Linked DNA regions of Arabidopsis thaliana: region 2 is linked to region 1. The links are chromatin contacts, called in public ChIA-PET maps. All regions are on one chromosome and are shown on one strand. Each heading gives the region's core, a stretch centred on a gene start, on an enhancer-like site or on the middle of the called end of the contact. The rest is flanking DNA. Distances are from core to core; before and after follow the strand shown. Region 1 holds the start of AT3G53390 (Transducin/WD40 repeat-like superfamily protein). Region 2 holds the start of AT3G53490 (valine-tRNA ligase).

What was found. ChIA-PET counts read pairs in DNA pulled down with a chosen protein or histone mark.
Region 2: an H3K4me3 ChIA-PET map of shoot shows a contact between it and region 1, with 10 read pairs. The contact joins the promoter of AT3G53490 here to the promoter of AT3G53390 in region 1. A contact is called at or near these places in 2 of 26 Hi-C or Micro-C datasets (leaf and shoot) and 1 of 2 datasets of contacts at active chromatin or transcription factors (shoot).

Annotation. Positions count from the first base shown.
Region 1 is chr3:19,790,914-19,796,539 of TAIR10.1, forward strand. It overlaps AT3G53390 (Transducin/WD40 repeat-like superfamily protein), which reads left to right and starts at 1,553. Exons shown (of 11, transcript NM_115199.3): 1 at 1,553-2,050; 2 at 2,261-2,578; 3 at 2,682-2,790; 4 at 2,879-2,972; 5 at 3,422-3,509; 6 at 3,604-3,687; 7 at 3,875-3,971; 8 at 4,057-4,144; 9 at 4,284-4,389; 10 at 4,469-4,561; 11 at 5,099-5,626. The coding sequence starts at 1,868. The coding sequence ends at 5,515. AT3G53380 (Concanavalin A-like lectin protein kinase family protein) reads right to left here and starts at 782. Exons shown (of 1, transcript NM_115198.4): 1 at 1-782. The coding sequence starts at 438.
Region 2 is chr3:19,829,386-19,834,916 of TAIR10.1, forward strand. AT3G53490 (valine-tRNA ligase) reads left to right here and starts at 3,063. Exons shown (of 4, transcript NM_115209.4): 1 at 3,063-3,359; 2 at 3,484-3,659; 3 at 4,033-4,225; 4 at 4,410-4,919. The coding sequence starts at 3,281. The coding sequence ends at 4,639. ABCG37 (pleiotropic drug resistance 9) reads left to right here. Exons shown (of 23, transcript NM_115208.4): 17 at 1-303; 18 at 387-677; 19 at 771-854; 20 at 941-1,074; 21 at 1,161-1,388; 22 at 1,473-1,899; 23 at 1,993-2,495. The coding sequence ends at 2,259. RS2Z32 (RNA-binding (RRM/RBD/RNP motifs) family protein with retrovirus zinc finger-like domain-containing protein) reads right to left here. Exons shown (of 7, transcript NM_115210.6): 7 at 4,855-5,487. The coding sequence ends at 5,172.

The DNA of each region.
Region 1 (5,626 bases), core at 303-2,802:
CTTGAAATCTACATCCATTAAAGTATCGAATTCGACGGCGACAAATTTTGAACCGGAACCGTTTGGACCGGTTAGACCAAGAGAGCCACCAGCGATGCCGATTGAGTTTGCGTCGGGAGAGATGACGAAAGCGAGACCACCGCCGATGGAAGAAGGGTTGACATTGGTTATAGAGAAGGAGAAAAAAGAAGAGAAGCTTGTCGGAAAGTGAGTTCCAGGTTGTCGGAATCTGATTGGGTTAGAGTATAAGACTTTTCCGGCGCCGGAATTAGGTACAGAGAGGTCACGTGTGAGGCCAACGATTCCATTGCTTAAACGTGCATCACCGAGGAGTTTGAGGTTGCTTATGGCTAGCGTGGAGAAATCAAACTGTGTCGTCGTAGCTCCATTGAAGAAACAGAGCAAGATTGAAATGAAGAAGGAGAGAAAGAGAGACATTAATGATCAGTTGAAGAAATGTTTTTTCAGAGAAGGGCCATTGGAGAAGAAGAAGAAAGAATCTTAATTTGAGAGATTGAGAAAGAGAGATTTGATGAAAGTCACGGGTAGTGTATTGGGGCAATACTTTGCTTGGAGTAAAGTAAAGCAGAGGAAGAGACAAAGAATAATATGGAGAGAGCAAAAGAGAATCCAAAGCGACAACGAATGAAGTCAGACAAGTGGATAGAGAGATGTGTAACGCCACGTGGGTTTTTCCAACGGCTATATGTCTTTTTGTCTGAAAGTTTTTTTTTTCTATGGAGAAAATGTTATGATGTATCGAAGTGACTTTTGTTGTTCTGATTTTCTCACGTCTAACAAATAACTACATGCATGTAACGGTCGTAGCACTTATCATCTTTCTTTATTTATTCTTGTCGTGGTCGTGGTCGTTGGTTGAAAGGTAAAAGACGCACCAGAAAAAAGTATCCAAAACTTTTTGGCTAATTGTCGTACCAAGAACATTAACACAAATCATCGTCACTGGATTCTCTAGAGTTTCCAAGACATCAATTAGGGGTGAGAATAAAACCTCATCAAATCAAATTATGGATGGGATGGGGTTCGAATTAAAACTGATGTTAACCAAACAAAACTGAATTTCTTCTAAGTGAACTATACCAAGTTTTATTTTAACTAAAACGGTAATAACTCGTCTGTTTTTTTTCTTTTTCTTTTCGACCGGTAATAACTCGTCTTCTAGAATCAAATCACATTAAAGAAAATACATTTATGTCATGTACACTGAACCAAAACCAATTCCATATTTGGATAATTTGATTTAAGGCCTGCTTTCACAAAAATAATCCAAAAAAAAACTTGAATGCTAGGCCTATTATGAAGAAAACTACTTTAGTTTCTAAGCTGAAAGGCCGTTACTTCATTGGTCATCAATTGATACATAATGGGCTTGAAAGTGGGCCTGAATTGGTCTATGACGTCAACCCACGTGATCTATGCGTGTATCTTGATTATTAAAAAACCCGAAACCGAAATAACCAACCCGACCCATCTGATCACCATCCGTTAAAATCTTTCTTACGAGAATCTTCACCGTTGATTGCAATGACTTTTTAAAAGCTTCCGAGTCAAAGCTTTGATAATCATAATATGTTGCGAGAAACAAGTAGTTGCATCATAATAACCCCTTTTGATTCGGTAAGCCATTAGAGACCTCAGAAGAAGAGAAGTTTTTGATTCTTCGTCGAGACTTTACTCGATTTTGCATCGAAGAAGAGAGGAAGAAGAAGAAGAAAAAGTGAAAAATTTCTGGGTTTCGATTTTGGGTGAGAGATAACAAACCCTAGGTGTTGTGTAAATCGTGATCACATATATGCTTTTTGAGTCGACGATTAGAGAAGACGAAGAAGAGTAGCAAGCAAACACTATGATGAACACTTCTAATGGAATGATATCAGCGCCATCTTCGTCGTCTTCACCGGCGGCGAATCCTCAGTCGCCGGGAATTAAGACTTATTTCAAGACGCCTGAAGGGAAGTATAAGCTTCACTACGAGAAAACGCATTCCTCTGGTCTCCTTCATTACGCACATGGCAAAACTGTTACTCAGGTAAAGATCAAATTTTTATATTTGGGTTTAATAGTTTGATTCGTCATTAGGATTTCTAATCATTCAAATCGGCAATTTCAGAGAATTAGTATCGATGGTTAAATTTTTGTTAGTGAAATTTTGCATTTTGATGCACTAGTTGGTTAGCTGATCAATCGATTTGAATAGCATTGCTTTCCAATGATGGAATTTGGAAATTTTCGTTTTCAGGTAACTATAGCTCAGCTTAAGGAAAGAGCTGCTCCTTCGACTCCAACTGGTACTTCGTCGGGTTATAGTGCTAGTAGCGGGTTTCGTTCAGCAACAGCGAGGTTGCTAGGAACTGGAAATGGGAGCCGTGCGCTTAGTTTTGTTGGAGGTAATGGTGGCGGTAAAAGTGTGAGTACAAGTTCAAGAATTAGTGGCTCCTTCGCTGCTTCTAATTCTAATACTTCGATGACAAATACGAATTTTGATGGGAAAGGAACTTACTTGGTCTTCAATGTGAGTGATGCTATTTTTATCTGTGACTTGAACTCACAAGAAAAGGTAATTTCTTCTTTTCTTTGTTTTCCTTTTAGTGATTTGGCTGTAATGTTCTGTTTTTTGTTTTGTTTTGGAAGTAATGGTTTAGGAAACTTCTTTGATGTAGGATCCAGTAAAGTCTATCCATTTCAGTAATTCAAACCCTATGTGTCATGCTTTTGATCCGGATGCTAAGGATGGGCATGACTTACTTATTGGGCTGAATTCTGGGGATGGTAATGTAGAAATTTGAGCTTACCGTTTTCACCGCTGATCTAGATGCCTTGTCTCATGGATTTATTTTGTTATGATGTGTTATTGTAGTGTACACAGTATCACTGAGACAGCAGTTACAGGACGTCTCTAAGAAGCTAGTTGGTGCTCTGCATTATAACAAGGACGGTTCTGTGAATAACAGGCAAGAGTTTATCTTTTTCCGTGTATCTTTAATTTTCCTTCCATCTTTTTCCTTTACTATTATTTGTTAGTGAAACTTGAAGAATTGATTCCACTGGTTCAAGTGATTCCGCTTTCATGTCTTGGATTGAGCTAGTGAAACTTGAAGAATTGATTCCACTGGTTCACAATACTTCACATTTACTTTGTCTAAGGATCTCTATGTGTTCTTCGTTTGTGCTTGTGCTAGTATTTATGTCAGCGTAACAAATTTATATAAGTTTCTGTCATTGTAATAGATTGTGTTCTAGGAAACTCTCAGTGACAGTAGATTAGTTAAATTATAACAGAACAGTATGTTTCCTTAGAGGAGTTCGTTTTTAAGTAGGTTAAGTTGAAACATGAATCAATTTTGGCGTCATGACTCTTGCCTTCTCTAAGTTTAAAATAAAGTTTGTTGCTTTGTAACAGTCGTTGCACTAGTATTTCTTGGGTGCCTGGAGGTGATGGAGCATTTGTCGTTGCTCATGCCGATGGCAATTTGTATGTGTATGAGAAGGCAAGCTCAGATATCAGAATTTGTTTTCTTGCATATGACTTTTAAGTTGCCTGATTTTGTCTAATCCCTGATCCTGATTAATTTAACTTAATAGAACAAAGATGGTGCCACTGAATCAACATTTCCTGCTATAAGAGATCCTACACAATTTTCAGTTGACAAGGCAAAATATAGCAAGGTATGTGAGTATGCAACCATTTCAATTGATCCTTATATAGGTGCGGGAAGCACATGGTACATGCATATCCTCTACTAGTATCATCATTTGCTAGTGGTTATAAGAAATTATTGTATTACATACTTTCTTTTCTATCTTTGAGCATATTTTGATGTACTATTGTTTATTCATATGAGTATTCATGCAGAGTAATCCTGTTGCGAGATGGCATATATGTCAAGGTTCAATTAACAGCATTGCATTCTCAAATGATGGGGCACACTTGGCAACTGTTGGAAGAGATGGTAAGATGCGTCTATTATGTCGTGTGTTCTTTTTCTTTCTCTATGTATTTCTTTACTAAGCAGTAAACTTTTTTACCATTCACAGGCTATCTTCGCATTTTTGACTTCTTAACCCAGAAGCTAGTATGTGGTGGAAAAAGTTATTATGGTGCTCTGCTGTGCTGTTCTTGGAGGTGATGGGTTATAATTCCTTTGGCAACTTTTCTTATAATTGAATTTACAAAAGTTGTCTTAAATAGATACCAGTGTTGTGAGCATATCACCCCCGTATGATACTGTTTATTGACATTGTGATTGTATTGACACTGACAGTATGGATGGAAAGTACATTTTGACTGGAGGTGAAGATGATTTAGTTCAAGTGTGGAGTATGGAGGATCGGAAAGTTGTGGCGTGGGGTGAGGGACATAATTCGTGGGTAAGGTTCTTGATGTCAATAAGATTTCTTTTATTTAACTTACACAGCACTTGACTCATGTCGGAATGGTTGCTCTCAGGTAAGTGGAGTAGCGTTTGATTCCAATTGGTCGTCACCAAACTCGGATGGGTCAGGAGAGCATGTCATGTACCGTTTTGGATCAGTTGGTCAGGTATTTCTTCATACCTTGACCCATTTTGCTGGTAGTCCTTTGCATTACCAAAGAACTGAAATGTGTTTAAACTACGGGAGTTGTGCGTAGCGTATCTATATTGCTTGATTGGCTTTATCATTCAACCAGTGATCTCATTTTCTTATCATTTTAATGATGAGGAAAAGGAAAAAGACAATATTTTATAGGAGATAGGTTCTTAGGATGATCAGAAAATAAGGGGAAATCGTAGTAGTGTAGTTTCATATGGTCTGATAAAGATTCGTTAGCATATCAAATTGTAGATAACGATTTTGTTGGTCTGCTAGTTAGAAACTTTGTTAGAAAGTGAAGTGTTTCGTAGTATGAAGCAGCCTTAATTAGGATGCTAATGAGATCATTTCCACAAACATGTTTTCTGAAAGTCTTCTTTTTGAGAACTTAATTTGCTATTAAAAACCATAGACTCCTACGATTTCAGTCTCTTGATTCTCCTATATATGATCTGCAAGTGTCTTGCCTCATACACACTGCTGCTTTCTTCTGCTGAATCCCCAGGACACACAGTTACTTCTCTGGGACCTTGAGATGGACGAGATCGTAGTTCCACTTAGGCGAGCTCCAGGAGGATCTCCAACTTACAGCACAGGAAGCTCAGCTCACTGGGACAATGTCATACCAATGGGAACTCTTCAACCGGCTCCTTGCAAACGCGATGTTCCAAAGCTGTCACCGATCATAGCACACCGAGTTCACACAGAGCCCCTCTCTGGCTTGATGTTCACACAAGAATCAGTCGTTACGGCTTGTCGAGAAGGCCATATAAAGATCTGGACACGGCCCAGTGAATCAGAAACCCAAACTAACAGCTCAGAAGCAAATCCTACAACTGCCCTCTTGAGCACAAGCTTCACGAAAGACAACAAAGCTTCACTGAGCAGCAAGATCATCAGTGGCTCTACTTTCAAGCAATGACAGAGAGATGCTACTTGTCTGAAAATCAATCAGGTGCTATTATTTAGTCATGTTTCTCCTTCTAAAGTGAAAGAAAATCTTTAAAGAAAAGCCCTGTGAATAAAATTCGAC
Region 2 (5,531 bases), core at 1,813-4,312, 40 kb after region 1:
AAACTACAACTTCTCTCAGATATCACAGGAGCTTTCCGTCCCGGAATCCTAACGGCACTAATGGGAGTGAGTGGAGCTGGAAAAACCACTCTTCTCGACGTTCTAGCCGGAAGGAAAACAAGCGGATACATCGAAGGAGACATTAGAATCAGTGGCTTCCCTAAAGTCCAAGAAACATTCGCTAGAGTCTCAGGCTACTGTGAACAAACAGATATTCACTCACCAAACATCACTGTAGAAGAATCCGTAATCTACTCGGCTTGGCTTCGTCTAGCTCCTGAGATCGATGCCACAACAAAAACCGTAAACCTCTGTTTTCTCTCTTCTCTTCTCTTCCATTACTCGAAATCAAAAGCTTAAGTAACGAAACGTTGAAAATTGTACAGAAATTCGTGAAGCAAGTGCTTGAGACGATCGAATTAGATGAGATTAAAGATTCATTGGTGGGAGTCACCGGAGTTAGTGGATTATCGACGGAGCAAAGGAAGAGATTGACGATTGCGGTGGAGTTGGTGGCGAATCCGTCGATTATATTTATGGATGAGCCAACGACGGGGCTAGACGCAAGAGCAGCTGCCATTGTTATGAGAGCTGTGAAGAACGTCGCTGATACTGGACGAACCATCGTCTGTACTATTCATCAGCCTAGTATCGACATTTTTGAAGCCTTCGACGAGGTAAATTGCATAATTGGCTCAATAAACTGAATTGTTATATTTTGACCCCAAACTGTTTTATCTTATAAACCAAGTCCAAACTTGAATTTGCAGCTGGTGCTTCTTAAAAGAGGTGGTCGCATGATCTACACAGGACCATTAGGCCAACATTCACGTCACATTATCGAGTATTTTGAGGTAAATTTGCATAAATTTTACTTTTAGTCTATGATTGTTTTTACAAAGATATGTTAACTTCTTTTATTTATTGGATTGAAAAACAGAGTGTTCCTGAAATTCCTAAAATAAAAGACAACCACAATCCAGCAACATGGATGCTTGATGTTAGTTCACAGTCGGTAGAAATTGAACTTGGTGTCGATTTCGCAAAAATCTACCATGACTCTGCTCTTTACAAGTGAGTAAAAGCTTTTAAACTATGCATTAATAACTGTTATTGTTCTAAGAATGTGGTTGTAATGAAAACATGTGTGATTGTTATAGGCGAAACTCAGAGCTTGTGAAACAGTTGAGCCAGCCAGATTCAGGATCAAGTGATATACAGTTTAAGAGAACCTTTGCACAAAGCTGGTGGGGACAATTCAAATCTATTCTATGGAAAATGAACTTGTCTTATTGGAGAAGCCCTTCTTATAACCTAATGCGTATGATGCACACTTTAGTCTCTTCTTTGATCTTCGGCGCACTTTTCTGGAAACAAGGCCAAAATCTGTAAGTGGAGAGTGAACATACCTCTTATATGACACTTTAGATCCCAGTTTGCTAACATTTTGAGTTGTGTTTTGTCATTTGTAGAGATACTCAACAGAGTATGTTCACAGTATTTGGAGCGATCTACGGTTTGGTACTCTTCTTAGGGATAAACAATTGTGCATCAGCTCTTCAATATTTCGAAACAGAGAGAAATGTTATGTACCGGGAAAGATTCGCAGGGATGTACTCAGCGACTGCTTATGCATTGGGTCAAGTGGTGACTGAGATACCTTATATATTCATACAAGCTGCCGAGTTTGTGATCGTAACATATCCAATGATCGGTTTCTATCCTTCAGCCTACAAAGTCTTTTGGTCACTCTACTCTATGTTTTGCTCACTACTCACTTTCAACTACCTTGCGATGTTCCTCGTCTCCATCACGCCAAACTTCATGGTTGCCGCGATTCTTCAATCGCTCTTTTATGTTGGTTTCAACCTTTTTTCGGGGTTTTTGATCCCCCAAACGGTAAGATCACCCATCCTTTAGTTTCTTGAACAAGAATCTTTACCAAGAAGAAAATGTTTTGTAATGTATTCTTTTGGTTTGTGAAAATTGCAGCAAGTACCAGGGTGGTGGATTTGGTTATATTATCTAACACCAACGTCTTGGACACTCAACGGGTTTATCTCGTCCCAATACGGCGATATTCATGAAGAGATCAATGTCTTTGGACAATCCACGACGGTTGCAAGATTCTTGAAAGACTATTTTGGATTTCATCATGACCTTTTGGCGGTTACCGCGGTTGTTCAAATCGCTTTTCCCATTGCCTTAGCTTCTATGTTTGCATTCTTCGTGGGCAAACTCAACTTCCAACGAAGATGATCATGCCAATTAGTCTTCATCAATCATCATTTTAGAATAAAATAATAAAATAATGGTTTTTATTTTTGTTTGTGAAAATAAACATATAACATATAACTTTTCTTTTTGGTATGTATATGATTTTGAGGAAAGTAAACAAAGCATTGTCTATGCAAAACAAATAACCAAATCTTGCAAGTATCAAAACTATATTACTTATTACTTGTCTTGACAAAGACGAGTACTTGTTTTTCCAAGTCGAATACAGGATAAGTAACGGATACGGGACAAATACCATGTATTTATGCCCACCCATATCGACAGACAGTCAGTAATCAAAATTTACCTTCAAATCAAGAAAAATGGGCAATAGTTAACTTGAGTGACAAGTAACAAACTAAAATGAATAATCATGCATAAATTATAAAGATAACATTAAACCATTTTCCATTTTATATAATTTGTACAAATAACTTTTAAGTTATATAAAGGAATTATTTAGAAATATGCTTGGGTAATTGTGTTCTCTTCTAATTTCTTATTATATATCTCTAGAAACTTTTTTTCTCAAAAGAGATTTCTAAACTGATATTACATATTTTTTTTTTAGTTTTTTTTTGTTGTTGTAAATTTTAGACATCTATTTTTAGACATCTATATTAAACGATTAAATATTTCATTATCATTATAAAATCATAATGTATTTATGTATAAAAATTCAAAATATACTACTTTTTGTTTAAAATTTTAATATTACTTCTGTTTGGCAAATTAAATAAAATCTTTCGAATAGTTGACATAGTATAAATTAGAGAATATAAATAAGAAAACCAAAGCGGTCAACACAAGAGGATCGGTTTGTTCCTTTCTTCCTCCTCGTATACGAATCAATACGCATTTCTCCAACTCCATAGCCAAAAGCTCGACGAGATCCAACAGCACCTCCTGATCTGCATCGTTTTCAACTTAGCTTCTCCTGTCAATCGAAATCCCTAATTATACATTGATCGGATTCAATCGAGCGATTCGAGAGAGAATCGCGATGTCAATCCAAATTCCGTCAGCTTCTTGGGATTTTCGCGGTTTCCTACTCTGTTTCATCTTCTTCAGCTCGTTACCAGGTAAATATCACAGAATTCTGAGGATGAGTGATTTTAGTTTCATTTTCGAATTGGGAAAGTGTTTTGTTGCTCGTGCAATAATAGATGATCATTGACGAGGATTCATTGTTTTGATCCCTAACAGGAACAATACTAACACAAGAAGTTACATTAGATTCGGTTCAGATTTTCACGACTCACGATTGGTTCTCGACTAAGCCTACAGTCTTTTTCCAATGCAAAGGAGAGAACAAGACGGTGTTGCCTGATGTGAAGAGAACCAATGTTTCTTACTCTTTCAATGGCGAAGAATCTTGGCAGGTTTGTCTTTTGTTTCCCGAAATGTAGCTCAGATGATTTGGTTTTGATTATGTTGTTGAATTTCAAAGCTCTAGCATGAATTTAGAAATTTGGTTTGGTTTGGTTTTGATCTGAAACCAGGAAAAAAAGAGCTGCCTTTACTCTGGTTCTTAGCGATTGACTTATTTTTTTGGGAATGTGTTAGGGATATGGTTTTGGTTGCTGAATCTGCTCCAGAATTTAGATCTTAGTTTCGAAATGGTAGAGGGGTTCTTCATCTGTGAAATCTACTTAACGTGCAAACAAATAGGTTGTCTTATGTTGAAGGTGATCATCAATTTATTATCACTGTCTTTGACCTCTATGTTCTGTTCTGTTTTTGATTTTTTTTCAGCCACTAACCGAACTTCAAGGAACAAAATGCAAGAGATGTGGAATCTATGAGGACGACCCTCTTAAATATGATACATTTGACGAATGGGAGCTTTGCCCTTCTGATTTCACAGCAGAGGGTAGTTACAAGCGCTTCAAAGAGAAAGAATTTAATGCTACTTTTCTCTGCCATGGATGCTCACAAGTTGGAGCTGGTGAGTTTTACCAAGCAACACATCTTGAGCTTTAGGGTCATTTATTACTGTTTTGCCATGAATACTGTTTCAACTATAAACGGAATCTCTTTCACATGTATCTCTGTTGGCTGTAGCTTCAGTTTGAATCTGTTCTCTGTGATTAGGACTATCATATTCATATGCATTCTTTTTCTTTTGGCAGGTTCGAATAAAGAATCAGGCACCGAGAAGGAAGAACAAAAGGGCGGAATGCATCCTGGAATTGTGGTACTGATTGTAGTACTCTTGTTAGGTGTAGTTGCGGTGGGACTCTTGGTAGGTTACAAGTATTGGAGAAAGAAGAAACGGCAACAAGAGCAGGCCCGGTTTCTCAAGCTGTTCGAAGATGGTGACGATATTGAGGACGAACTTGGCCTTGAAAATACCCTATGAAGCCAAGTTTAATGTGCCACAGTAATTCAAAGTTTATGTACATACATACAAAACGTCTTGATCCTCCTCACAAGCATTTTTGTTTTTGTCGGACATAGAGAGGAAAGGGGTACAATGATACATACAAGCAGTTGCTTCATCCAAAGAAAAGTCAATGTTGTTATTTCTTTTGTCATAACTGTTTAACAATTAAAGAGGCTAAAAGAAACCCAGACTGCGATAGTTAAATCCTTTTTCCTTTACTTACCAAATTTTTTTTTTGCCAAAAAAGACATTACGAGGTGCTTTATTCTTTACTAAACGATCCACAAGCGAGAATTTCATAAATGCATGATTCTTACTAAACAATGAAAAGTAACATCGCAGAGTTTGAAAGTTGTCGGAAAACAAACCAAGAGTCATCAAGAGAGAAGGCAAAGTAACATCCAGGATTGTCACGCAACGAAAAGAAAAGTATCACGCAGAAAGAAAGGGAAAGGAAACAACATCCTTCAGTACAGAATGCTACATAGAGCTTTTAACCTGTGAACCATCAAGGTGACTCACTGCCTTTAGGGGAAGGACGGCTAAGCTCAGCCTCATCATCAATCGGGCTCCTGTCTTGACCATTAAGTCCAACAGGACTTTCACCACCTCCAACAATGGGACTCGCAGAGTTCCTGCCATTACCATTCTCTTTTGGGCTACCATCATAGTCTGATCCACGCTTTGGGCTTGCATCTATCACTTTTCGGTCTGGACTCAGGCTTTGGTCCCTACCTTTGGGAGATACAGATCGCTCCATTGCCTTAGGACTGCGTGATCTGTCCTCCACGCTTTTCTCTCTTCTCACTGGGGATCGCGATCGACTGATGAACAGAGAAATAAAGAGTCAACCAAAGGGCATAAGCCA